Regions from separate parts of the Rattus norvegicus genome. Here region 2 is linked to region 1. Evidence: chromatin contacts called from public Hi-C data. All regions are on one chromosome and are shown on one strand. Each heading gives the region's core, a stretch centred on a gene start, on an enhancer-like site or on the middle of the called end of the contact. The rest is flanking DNA. Distances are from core to core; before and after follow the strand shown.

Region 1 (5,954 bases), core at 2,314-4,813:
GCTGCTATATGGCCCTTGGCCAGATCCACCACATGAATGTAATCCCTCACACCTGTAGAGGAAGTGCTCACATGGGAAGTTTGTCCTCCTCCCCCCCTTTCCATTCCCATTTCCCTCCTTACCCCGACTCCTAGGCTCACCTGTCCCATCCTCCGTAGCGTAGTCATCACCAAAGACATTCAGGGCCTCTCGTCGCCCGATTGCCACCTAGGGCAGAGGTCAGGTCAACTTCCGAGGCCTGGCATCGATGGTAAACTGAGACACCCCACCCCCACCCCGGGTTGCCCCGCTACCTGGGAGACATAGGGCATGAGGTTGTTGGGGATACCCTGAGGATCTTCGCCGATGCGGCCAGAGGCATGGGCGCCTATGGGGTTGAAGTACCGAAGCAGCACAGCGTTCCAGGCCTGCGTGGTACAGGTCCGATGGTGGAGCCGGGGCGCACGGAGTGAGTCCCAACTCCACCCACGGCCGTCTACCTCCCTGTGTTTGTCCTGTGTTCTCTACCAATGAGCAAGGGATGGTGCCTGCGTACCAGCTGCTGAGACCTTGGGCAGCCTCTGTGTCCTTGTCCCGAGAGTGCCCGAGATGCCAATTCTGGCCTTAAGGGGGGCAGTGAACAGAGCGAAGAGTGGGGCGAGGGGTCCTCACCGTGTCTGCCCGGCACAGGTCCTGGATCATCTCTTCAATGAAGAACTTGGACTTGCCGTAGGGGTTGGTACAGCCCCCGGTGGGGTGGGCCTCGTCCAGAGGCAGGTACTGGGGGTTCCCATACACGGTGGCTGAGCTGCTGAAGACCAGACTCTTCACCCCATGGGCCCTCATGATCTGGCCGTGGAGGGGAGGGTCAGTGGCCTGTGCCTCACGGGTAAGTCCCACTTGTTACCCCACCCGAGGAGGGTGGAGCTGAGGCGAAGGGCATCAGTTACAGAGAGAGAAACAGGCTGGGGGGTAAAGAAAGGCATGTGTCCGAGATAGTCCAGCTTGGGTCCTCTCTGACTCTCGCACACAGGCCCTTACTGTGGCCAGCATGCCAGACAGCCTGGGGCCCAGCTGGGGTCTGTGTCCCCTTCCCCTTACCTCCAGGAGCTGGATGGTCCCTGTTAGGTTAACTCTGTAGTAATCCAGAGGCTTCTGCACTGACTCGCCCACAGCCTTGAGCCCAGCAAAGTGGATGACAGCCTTAAAATTGTGCTGCAGGGGTAAAGCCAGGGTCGGGGGATGCTGTGCGGGACTTGGCGATGCTGCTCCTACCGGCTAAGCAGCATCTGCCCCAAACTCACAAAGATCTGCCTACCCCTGCCTCCCAAGTGCTGGGTTTAAAGGTGTGGTCTAAATTCCTAGCTAGTACCTACCTTCTTTTTTTTTTTTTTTCTTTTTTTTTTTTTTTCCTTTTCTTTTTTTTTCGGAGCTGGGGACGGAATCCAGGGCCTTGCGTTTGCTAGGCAAGCGCTCTACCACTGAGCTAAATCCCCAACCCCCTTTTTTTTTTTTTTTTTTTTTTAAGATTTATTTATTTATTTAATGTTCATGAGTACCCTGTCGCTGTCTTCAGACACCAGAAGAGAGCATCAGATCCCATTACAGATGGTTGTGAGCCACCACGTGGCTGCTGGGAATTGAACTCAGGACCTCTGGAAGGGGTCAGTGCTCTTAACCACTGCTCCAGCCCAGCACTTACCTTCTTAAAGAGGTGCTGTAGGGCTGCCTGGTCCAAGATGTCCATCTCCTCAAACTCCACAGAGCGGCCTGTCAGCTCCTGGACCCGGCGCAGGCTCTCAGGCATGGAGTCTTCTCCTGGTGGGGCACGCGGAAGCGTTCAACATTAGAAAAGTGGGTCCTGTATCCAACCCCTCCAGAAACCACCACTCACTCATCCCCATCCAGCTCCACTCACCACGAATGGAATTGTGGAAGTTGTCGATGACCACAGGCGAGTAGCCCGCCTCCAGCAGCTCCAACACTGTGTGGCTACCGATGTAGCCAGCCCCGCCCGTGACGAGCACCTTCTCCTCCATGGCGCCTGCGTAGAAGACAGAGTTTCAGAGGTGGCTGAGGCTGTCGGTCAGGGCCTCACTCCAGCTAGATGCTGGACCCTTCACTTCATCTCGGAGGATTCAGTGGTGACCCTAGTTTAAGGAGCGGCTCCAGAATGAGTCCTGGGTCTAACTAGATAACTATCAGATTCTGGCCGTAGGGGCCGATGTTTCGAACCCTCTCCAGGCCACAGTTTTCATCTCTAGAACTAATTATTACACACACACCATGTATTAGGAAGTCCCAACGAAGCGATTTAAAGGTCTGCCACTTGTATACGTAGGAGTCAGACACACCATCTTGTCTAGTTCCTGTTGACATAGGGAGTTTTGAAGACCCACCCTTCCTGCCTCCATGTCTGGAGAATGGGCAGTCTCAGACAGAAGAACGTGGCTTCAGGATGGGAGGCTAGGATTCAACCAAGGGGCCTGTCCCTGTAAACTAAGGTCTTTTCCCAGGAGAAAAAGGTCCCTGGGTTTGATGACTAATACCTAGTCTCCAACAACTGTCCCGAGAACGATCAGTTGGGAGGAAGCAGTAAAAACACCAAACGGCTTCAAGGGTGGGGTCCTTAGCCAAGAAGGCTGTGCCTAGTTCTGAGGCTGCAGTACCAACAGCCCTGGAGTGGGTAGGGCTTCACCCCATCCTGGGGCAGCCAATAGCTCAGCTTTGGCTCAGCTGGGTCACTCCTGGCTTGAAGCAACAGATCCCGCCCAACTAGGGCAGCACGGAGTCGTGTCGACGTGGATTTGGCCTCGCACTCCACTGCCAGGTGTGCATCCCCACCCTAAGCAAACTGCTGGGCGGACAGGAAGGAAATCCACACACTGAGGCCTTTCATTCTCACGTCCTGGCTCGCTGCCGTCTTTCTCCAAGCTGCCTCAAGTTTCTGCTGAGGTTATTCTGCTGCAACCCACTGCACTGCATCCAAGTGCGTCCAGGAATCACTACCCCGCACTTGTGCGTTATTTTCCCAACATCTGGATGAGGCAGGTACTAGCTAGCATTTGGTACTAGGATCAGAGCCTGAATGCAGTCACTGGTCTGGGGTCACACAGCAGTAAGAACCGCCTGAGTGAGATCCCCGGTCTCTACAGTTCCCGCATTGCTCGAGGACGCGGTGAAGCGGGCGCTGAGGGGGCCCTGGAGGCAGAAAGGCTGCTCTGAGGTCGCTCCGCTCCCGACTAGGGGGTGACCTTGGTCAGCAGTCCCCTCCACAGTTTTCGTGGTCTGTACAAGGGAGGAGAGCGGGTGCTGACTTTCAACACCACGGGCGAGGCGGAGCTTAGCTCTGGACTTCGGTTCTGAGCTGGGACTCGGGAAGCGGGGCCCCGAATGAATGGGCTTGGGTGGCCCCCACTATGGCTATGGAAAACACGAGCAGAAGGGGTGAGCCTGGCCCTGTTCCGAACACGAACCGACCCTCCTGGAACTCCCTCGCTCCCCACCAACCACTGGCCCTTCCGAGCTCACTAAGCCCTTCATTCTACCAGTCGAACCTGCAGAGGATCCAGCGCAGACTCCAGGCACCGCCTCCCGCGACCAGCGCAGCGGCTCCTTTAAGACCTGACAGCCCAGCCTGACCCCGCCTCCTCCACGCCCTCCAGGAAACGTGTGTACTCGGTTGCCCACTCTACGGCGGCCCTGGAGGGACAAATGGCTTGCACAGGCTTTAAGCGACTGCGCAGTGCGTTTCCATTGAGGGCGGAAATGAGGGGTACGGACCCCATCCGGTGACCGGCGGGCTGCGGAGGAGAAACCCGGTCAAGACTGGGGTCTTCCTAGTCCCCAGCCCTGACAGCTGCGTCTCTCCACTTTGGGCCATTGTTTCCCCCGTACGTGTCAAATCCTTTGTCGGGCTGCTCTAATTGGAAGGCATAGCTGGCCCGGGCTGCGACCTGGATCCAAGTCCACCTGGGAACAAACCAGGATGGGGAAGGAACCTTTAAATTCACGGTAGCGATTGCTATGCCCATCGCTGAGCCGCCACCTCCCTCCCCCAAAGGTGTGTGTGCGCACCCGCCACTGTCAAGACAGTTTGGTCTGGGTTTAAAATACAAAGCGAGGCTGAAAGATGGCCCAGAGCCCTTTCTCCTGCAGAGTCTTGTTTCCAGCACCCACATACCGCCTATCATTCCATGGGACGCTATGCCCGCTTCTGACCTTCAAGGTACATACCTTACATACCTGCCATTCTCTCACAAATACGTAAATAAAAAGTAATCTTTCCTGGTAGCACAGGCCTTCAATCCCAGCACTTGGGAAGCAGAAGCAGACGGATTTCAGTGAGTTGCAAGGTCAGTCTGCTCTACACAGTGGGTTTGAGACCAGCCACAGATAAATAATGAAAGATGAGGCTAGAAGACAGCTAGCCCATCAGTTAAGGTCACTTACTATTGCTCTTCATAACCCCCTGTAACTGTGGGGATTTTCTCCCGCATCCACACACTTTGGTTTGGTTGATTGGTTTGGTTTAGCTTTGGTTTTTTGAGACGGGGTGGGGGGTAGGGATGGGGGTGGTATGTGTGTGTGTGTGTCTGTCTGTCTGTATAGCCCTGGCTGTTCTGGAACTCCTCTATAGACCAGTCTGGCCTTGAACTCAGGAATCCACCTGCCTTCTGCTTCCTGAATGCTGGGATTAAAGGCGAGTGATGTCCTCCCCACTCCCCACCTCCAGCATATAATTTGTTTTAAGTGGGGGAGAAGGCTGAACAGTTAAGAGCCGGTGCTGGTGCTCCTTTTGCTACGGACCTGAGCACTGTTCTCAGCACCGAGCCTGCATGACTCTCAGCTGTGGACAGTGCCAGGTGGTCCCACACCCTCTTCTGGACTCCTCATCCCCTGTATTTGCATATGCACACACAGACATGTATACATATCCATGCGTATACATAATTAAAAATAAGTCTTAATTTTTAAAGCTGGTTTGGCACACGCCTTTAATCCCAGCACTCAGGAGCCAGAGGCAGGCAGATCTCTGAGTTTGAGGGAAGCCTGGATTTCAGAGTTCCAGGACAGCCAGGGCTACCCAGAGAAACCCTCAAAAAATAAAAATGATTTCAAGCTGCACATTGTCTAAGTTTGTTATCTTAGCACTCTGGAAGCAGAGACGATGGCTCACTGGCCAGTCTAGCTTCCTTAGATAGTAACAGACCAATAAGAGCCGTCTTACTGCTCTGGGGACAGACACAGTCTCAGAAGCAGCTCCTTGGGTGTCCTGGCCAGCCACCATGTTGGTCTCAGGAACAGACGCACAGCTCTGATCTCCAGTCACTGGTCTGGGGGCTCAGGTGTGGAGATGGAAGAAATCCAGAGATGAACCAGCCAAAGCCTTCACTCTTCCCTCAGATTGATTTTATTCCTCCACTTATAAACAAACACACGTTTGCATGGTTGGATATTAGAAAATTAAACCTTTAATTACATAAGCTGTTTTCAAGAATCACGTACAGAGATTTCCCAGAGACGCTGGAGTTGGCAGTCGGCCACCGCAGCAGATTGAGCCCACCATTTTAGCAAAGGCGCTGCTGTCCTCAGAGGTAGAACATGGGACCCGCGGTCGTGGCACATGGATGTCAGCTCTGCTGGCTAGTGGACTCACCCAGGGCCAGCCCAAGCAGTGCTTAGGCACGCAGCTCTGGGGAGCTGGTCCGGGCGTGCTGGCAGCTCTAGCCCTTCTATGTAGGAGAGGGACCTCTGTGAGGCCGGCTCATTTGCCTTCATTCCATTTCCCCATCCAGGAATCATTGTGTACACCCAACTCCCACAGTTCCGGTTTAGGTGAACAAGGGGCTCAGAGTTTGCAGGTGGCCTGTGCCACTTTGGAACTGGTTTTTCTGTTCAGGGCTTGACAGATGAAGTCCCCGGCTTCTAGGAGCTTCTGGAGGTTCACACCCTTGAAGAAGTAAGTTAGAGGA
Region 2 (5,954 bases), core at 1,253-3,752, 62 kb before region 1:
GAGGCCCTGCTCCTCTGCTCTTCTCAGCCCTACCCCCTACCCCAAACCTCTCCACCTCCTGGGCTTCTTTCCCCCCAGCTTTTTGGCCATGGGCTTCCTTAGCCTCTTGGTTCTCTCACTCCCATGATTCCTCCTGGTTCTTCCCTCTCTCCTGGGCTCCTCTCTGGTCCCTATTTTCTCTTCCTCTCTCACTCTCCTCCCACCTCCTCCTCTCATGGCCCTGATCAGTCTGCTGGCCATGTTCAGTCTGGAGCCTTTCAGAGGCCCCTGGATGTTCTCACCCTCATATCTACACAAAAATCCTTCTCAACCACACATAGGAGCGGTCATGTCCTCATTGTCATTCAAGATGCTTGTGAGCCTCTCTGTGGATCCTAGGAATTGAGTCCATGTCTTCTGAAAGAGCAAACCAGTACTCTTAGCCACAGAGGTACCATTCCACCATCCCTCCAGCCAGGCCCACTCATTTTTTGGGGGGGGAGGAGCACATTTTCTGGAAGAGCATTCAGTGTTCTTTTTTTTTTTCCTCCGGAGCTGAGGACCGAACCCAGGGCCTTGTGCTTGCTAGGCAAGCGCTCTACCACTGAGCTAAATCCCCAACCCTTTTTGGCATTTTCAATACAGGGTTTCTCTGTGTACCCTTCTTAGAACTCGATCTATAGATCAGCCTGTCCTTGAACTCAGATATCCACCTGCCAATGCTTCCCAAAATCTAGAATTAAAGGTGTGTGCCACAACCACCTAGCATCTCTCTCTCTCTCTCTCTCTCTCAGAAGAAGAAGCCAGAGGGTCTGGAGAGAAGGTTCAAAGTTTAAAGGAATTGGGCGCCAAGCCTGATGACCTGAATTTGATTTTCAGGACCCACATGCTGTAAGGAGAGAACTGAATCCTACTAGATATTCTTTTTTTTTTTTTTTTTGGTTCTTTTTTTTCGGAGCTGGGGATCGAACCCAGAGCCTTGCGCTTGCTAGGCAAGCGCTCTACCACTGAGCTAAATCCCCAACCCCCCTGCAAGATAATTCTTAACTCCTAAGAGTCCTATGGCATGAATGCATGCCTGTATGCACAGACACAGACACACACACAGACACACACACACAGACACACACACACACACACACAGACACACACAGACACACAGACACACACACACACGCATATGCATGTGCACTCCCACACACATATACCAAACACACACATATTTTAAAAAATTAAAGTCCTAACTGGGTGGTGGTGGTGCATATCTTAATCCCAGCACTCAGGAGGCAGAGGCAGGTGGGTCTCCGTGAGTTTGAGGCCAGCTGGTTCTACAGAGTTCCAGCACAGCCAGGGCTACACAGACAAACCCTGTCTTGAAAAACAAAGGTGTTTCTGGCCAATGGCTGTTTTGGTCAAGCTTGCAATCCTAGCACTTGGGAGGCTGGGCCGCTGGAGGACCAGGAAGTCAAGATAGTCCTCAGATACACAGAGTTTGATGCCACCAGCCTGGATTAAATGAGACCCTGTCTCAAAAACAAAACAGAACAAGACAAAAACCTTAAGTCTTCCTTGTGAACCTCAAGGCTGAAGGACAGGTGTTGAGAGCAGTGGCCAGGCTCCCAGGGTGATTCTGGGCTGCTGGAGCCTCGGAGAACAGGGGCTCTCAGGCCCAGGGGGCCCTGAGGGACTTCATTTTGATTTGCATATGAGAATCTGAATTAACAGCTCTGCTGGAGAGGAGTGGGGCCTGGACAGAGGTGGCCTTAAGGGTGAATGGGCACATTGATCCAAGAGAGAAAGTGAGAGCCTCAACAAGGGGATGGGGGGAGGGGGCTTTCCAGGGGACTTCGGAAGGCACAGTCAACCGGATCAGTGGTTGCGAGTGTGTTGGGGGTAGGGGGACCAGGACAGTCCCAACTTCTGACTTGGGCAGCCTGGGTCTCTACTGACTTTCTACCAGCCCAGGGTTTTTGCTTCAGGTGCTGAGTAATTCTGTTACTTTCATTTCTTCTTCATGGTCTTTCTATTCGTTCCACTTGTGTGAGGCAGGGACTATGCTGCTGATGCACACACAGACACACACAGACACAGACACACAGACACACACACACACACACACACACACACACACACACACACACACACACACACACACACACCACACGCACACAAGAACTCTCCCATGTTTACGGAACTACAAATGTGAGCATCAGGAGTGGGGGGAGTAGATGAAACCACAGAGTTAGAAGGCTACCCCTGCCCCAGCCCAGCCAGATAGGACTGGTTTTCAAGGGAAGTTGTGAAAGCGCCTGATTTAAAACTGACAATTGGTTGGATCTCCCACTCGCTGTGAGAGCAAACAAAGACTGCCAGCGGGCTGTACAGAGCCCACACGCTGCTACCTCAGCTCCAGCCTTCCTGTGCTCCCTGGAGCAAAATATTTATCAAGTGCTGCACTGCCTGGAGCTCTTTCTGTCCCGGTCACGTTCACGGCTCTGTGGCAGCAAGCCTGCTGGCTCGGCAGTCCTGTCAGGACTGAATCGAATCTGCTGAGGTTAGCCCTGGTGCCGCTGTGCCTTTCAGTCAGATCCTCCCCAGCAGCAGTGGGTGAGTATCTACAGAACTTTCTTCTTGGGCAGGAGAGAGGGATCTGTTCTTGCAGAGGAAAACGCCTATGCCAGGTGGCTCACAACCAATTATAACGCCTTCTAAACACGCACATAGCATGCACACACAAAACACGTGATTTAAAGTAAATACATCTAACAAGCGCAAGGCCCTGGGTTCGGTCCCCAGCTCCGAAAAAAAGAAAAGGAAAAAAAATGTATTTATTTTTTTTTTCCTTTTTCTTTTTTTCGGAGCTGGGGACCGCACCCAGCTAAATCCCCAATCCCAATAAATACATTTTTTAAAAACCTTTCTTTTTCCCCAACTTTTTTTTTTTTTTTTTTGAGACAGAATCTCATGTAGTCCAGGCTGACCTCAAGCTCATTGTGGAGCCAAGGATGGATTTCAAGTTTCTGATCCTCCTGCCTCTACCTCATGAGTTCTAGGACCATAGGTGTGTACCACTAAGACCAGTTTTAGACAGTGTTGGAGACCGAACCAGGGCTGTGTGCATGCCAGCCAAAGGACTACCACCCAAGCCACACTCCCAGCCCCCTCCACAGAATATTCGTTCCCAGCCCTTTAGATCCTCCTCCGGGTACTGTCAGATTAAGGATAGGATTTTATTTTATTTTATTTGAGTGGTACTATACCCATCCACTACACCAGACTCCTTAGTTAGGGTTAAGCTGTTTGCATACCTCAGGGGACCCAGAGTCCAGCCCATCACCCTGAGTCATCTCATGATAAATGTTAGAATGGGCCAGGGAGTATGGCTTAGCGGTAAAGCACGTGGCCTAGCATGTGTGAGCCGCTTGCGTTCATGGTCTGGAGAGAAGGCTCAGTGTAGCACTTGTGCTCTTTCAGAGGACTCAGATTTGGTCCCAGCATGAACATGGCGGCTCACGCCATTGTCAGCTGTAACTAAGAAGAGAAAATAGAAAGAAGCATTGGATTTCTTTCTTTTTTTTTTTTTTTTTTTTTGGTTCTTTTTTTTCGGAGCTGGGGACCGAACCCAGGGCCTTGCGCTTCCTAGGTAAGCGCTCTACCACTGAGCTAAATCCCCAGCCCCAAGCATTGGATTTCTTAAAAAGTGAAAGGATGAATGCAGAGCCCGTCTTTAGGGCATTTTATGAATTACTGACTGATGGGGGAGGGTGCTGCCCAGTATGACTGGCACCAATAGACAGGCAGTCCTGGGTTCTGTAAGAAAGCAGGCTGAGCAAGCCATGAAGAGCAATCCAGTAAGCAGCATCCCTCCATGGCTTCTGCATCAGCTCCTGCTCCAGGTTCCTGCCCTGCTTGAGTTCCTATCCTGACTTCCCCTCAGTGATGAACTAGGATGTGGAAGTGTAAGCCTTCCCACTGGGTGGTTGCAGGCATGAGGTGCAGGAAAAGAAAAACAAAAACAAAAATAACAAAATAACACGACAAGGCCCTGAAGCTTATGGTTTACCATGCGGAATTGTTTCTGTTTGTTTGTTTTGTTTTTGTTTTTCTGACACAGTTTCTCTGTGTAGCTCTTGGATGTCCTGGAACTAGCTCTGTAGACCAGGCTAGCCTCCAAGTCAGGGATTCACCTGCCTCTGCCTCCTGAGTGCTGGGCTTTAAGGCTTATACCACCACTGCCAGGCTATTCAAGAGCTCTTAACTTATTTTGTGCTATTTGAAATTCTTCTAAGAGCTTGAGATTTCACTGCAAACAGAAATCATCCATGTTGAAATGCTACTGAAATGATTTTTATTGCCAAATATTATTTGCACAAAGGAGTTTAATTATGACAAACTATAGACAGTTATAACTTACTTGTTTTCTTATGTTTATTTTATATCCATGAGTGTTTTGCCTGCAGGTATGTCTGTACACCATTTACATGCCTGGGACATGTAGAAGCCAGACAAAGGCCTTGGATTTCCTGGGAATGGAGTTACAGATGGTTGTGAGCCACTGGGTGGTTGCTGAGAATTAGACCCAGGTCCTCTGGAAGAGTAGCCAGTGCTCTTAACTGCTGAGCCATCTCTTCCAGGAAATCTATTTAGAAATCTATATCTCTGATGTGATCTTTATCTTTATTACATATCAAGCTCTTGCAGAAACTCCAATAACTAGTGACATTTTCTGTTGATAGTAGGATCTTACCTAGCTTCTGAGATGTTCTAGGTTCAAACCCTAAAAACACAAACAAAACCCTTTGCCTCAAGGAGCATAATGTTTCTTCAGTCTGCAGGACTTTCCCGATGTATTATTGGCTCGATATTAGCATATTTATCAATCACAACCACGGCGCCAATACTCCGATAAGAGAACACCTTGAGGTATTTTTCCTCTGGCCTGGCCCATTGCTAGCAAGAAGTGCTGCTGCTTTGTTCTCACAGCAGCTCTGTCCTCTTTCCTGTCCCCTTCCTTCTTTTTTTTTCAGTCACTGAGCTAAACATGATTTCCCTAGCGTTCTGGTTTCTCTGCAGCATACCGCCCCATCCCTTCCACCACGCTACCCGCGCCCCGCCCCTTCCGCCATGCTACCCTGCTCCGTTGCCCTTCTTAGACCCTAATTCAAAAGGCCAGGCCTTCTTTGCTCCCGTTCACCATCTCCCACCTCCAGAGACCTACAGCTTCCCTGCCCTGCTGTTTTCCTCTCAGACTTTAATAAAAGTGCCCTCAAGCTTAAAACAAGAACAATAGGATGTAGAAAAGGAAGTGACTGGTGGCAATGGTTCTCGCTGGTGAAGTGTCCGCTTCCAGGGGCAGTGGAGCTCTCTCAGTGGGCAATGCTGGATGTTTGATTAGCAATGGCAGAGAAACTGTCCCAACAGGAACCTGAAAGGGTGCCACAGAAGGCCTCTCTCCTGAGTCAGTCAGGATGTGAAATTTAAAGTGAAATGGGAAAGCCTCGTTCACAGCCAGAGATCCGGGCTTCAGCCACGGCATTCCTGTCACCCGATTCAGCCTTACTTTATTTTCTCTTTGTGCGACATAAGGACAGTGACACCCACCTAAGGCTGCTCTTGAAGGGAGCAATATTTAAAGTGTCACCTCTGCTAACAGAGTTGAGTCTTACATTGGGTTTGTTGTGTTGTCGGGCTGGCTGGCTGGCTGGCCTGTTACTCCAGGTCTGAGGGGCACTTATTCCAGGGGCGGGGGAGGGGTGTCTGACAACACACTTGTCCCTGATAGCATATGCCTGTCTCAGCTCCCTGGAATGGCCTCCGTTTGGGTGTGTGCAAGTCTCTGCCTCTTGGGAACAAGGTAGCTTCTCTAGAGAGAAAGTTCCTCAAGGGTTGTAGGCGGTCACGCTGCCTTGAACACACATGTTCCACGTGGTTGGTTTGCATCATGCTCAGATGACCTGCCTTGCCTTCAAGGTAGA

Evidence for each region. A called contact is a pair of places that touch in the nucleus more often than the background predicts.
Region 2: a contact with region 1 is called in a Hi-C map of liver, with 2.2 times the contacts expected there. The contact joins the enhancer-like site here to the promoter of Gale in region 1. A contact is called at or near these places in 5 of 12 Hi-C or Micro-C datasets (the Rat2 cell line, kidney, liver and 1 more).

What each region holds. Positions count from the first base shown.
Region 1 is chr5:153,475,029-153,480,982 of GRCr8, reverse strand. It overlaps Gale (UDP-galactose-4-epimerase), which reads right to left and starts at 3,563. Exons shown (of 11, transcript NM_080783.2): 1 at 3,537-3,563; 2 at 1,898-2,023; 3 at 1,682-1,797; 4 at 1,081-1,194; 5 at 652-828; 6 at 294-407; 7 at 141-207; 8 at 1-52. The coding sequence starts at 2,018. Hmgcl (3-hydroxy-3-methylglutaryl-CoA lyase) reads right to left here. Exons shown (of 9, transcript NM_024386.2): 9 at 5,434-5,932. The coding sequence ends at 5,831.
Region 2 is chr5:153,535,694-153,541,647 of GRCr8, reverse strand. All of the region lies in intron 1 of LOC134487012 (a long non-coding RNA gene), which reads right to left. Among named protein-coding and RNA genes, the nearest start is that of Eloa, 8.4 kb to the right of the region's middle. Within about 2 kb of position 2,502, at least 14 of the 93 cell types and tissues checked have an H3K27ac peak or open chromatin away from gene starts, as enhancers often do. A contact at or near this core is called in liver, where this site is marked.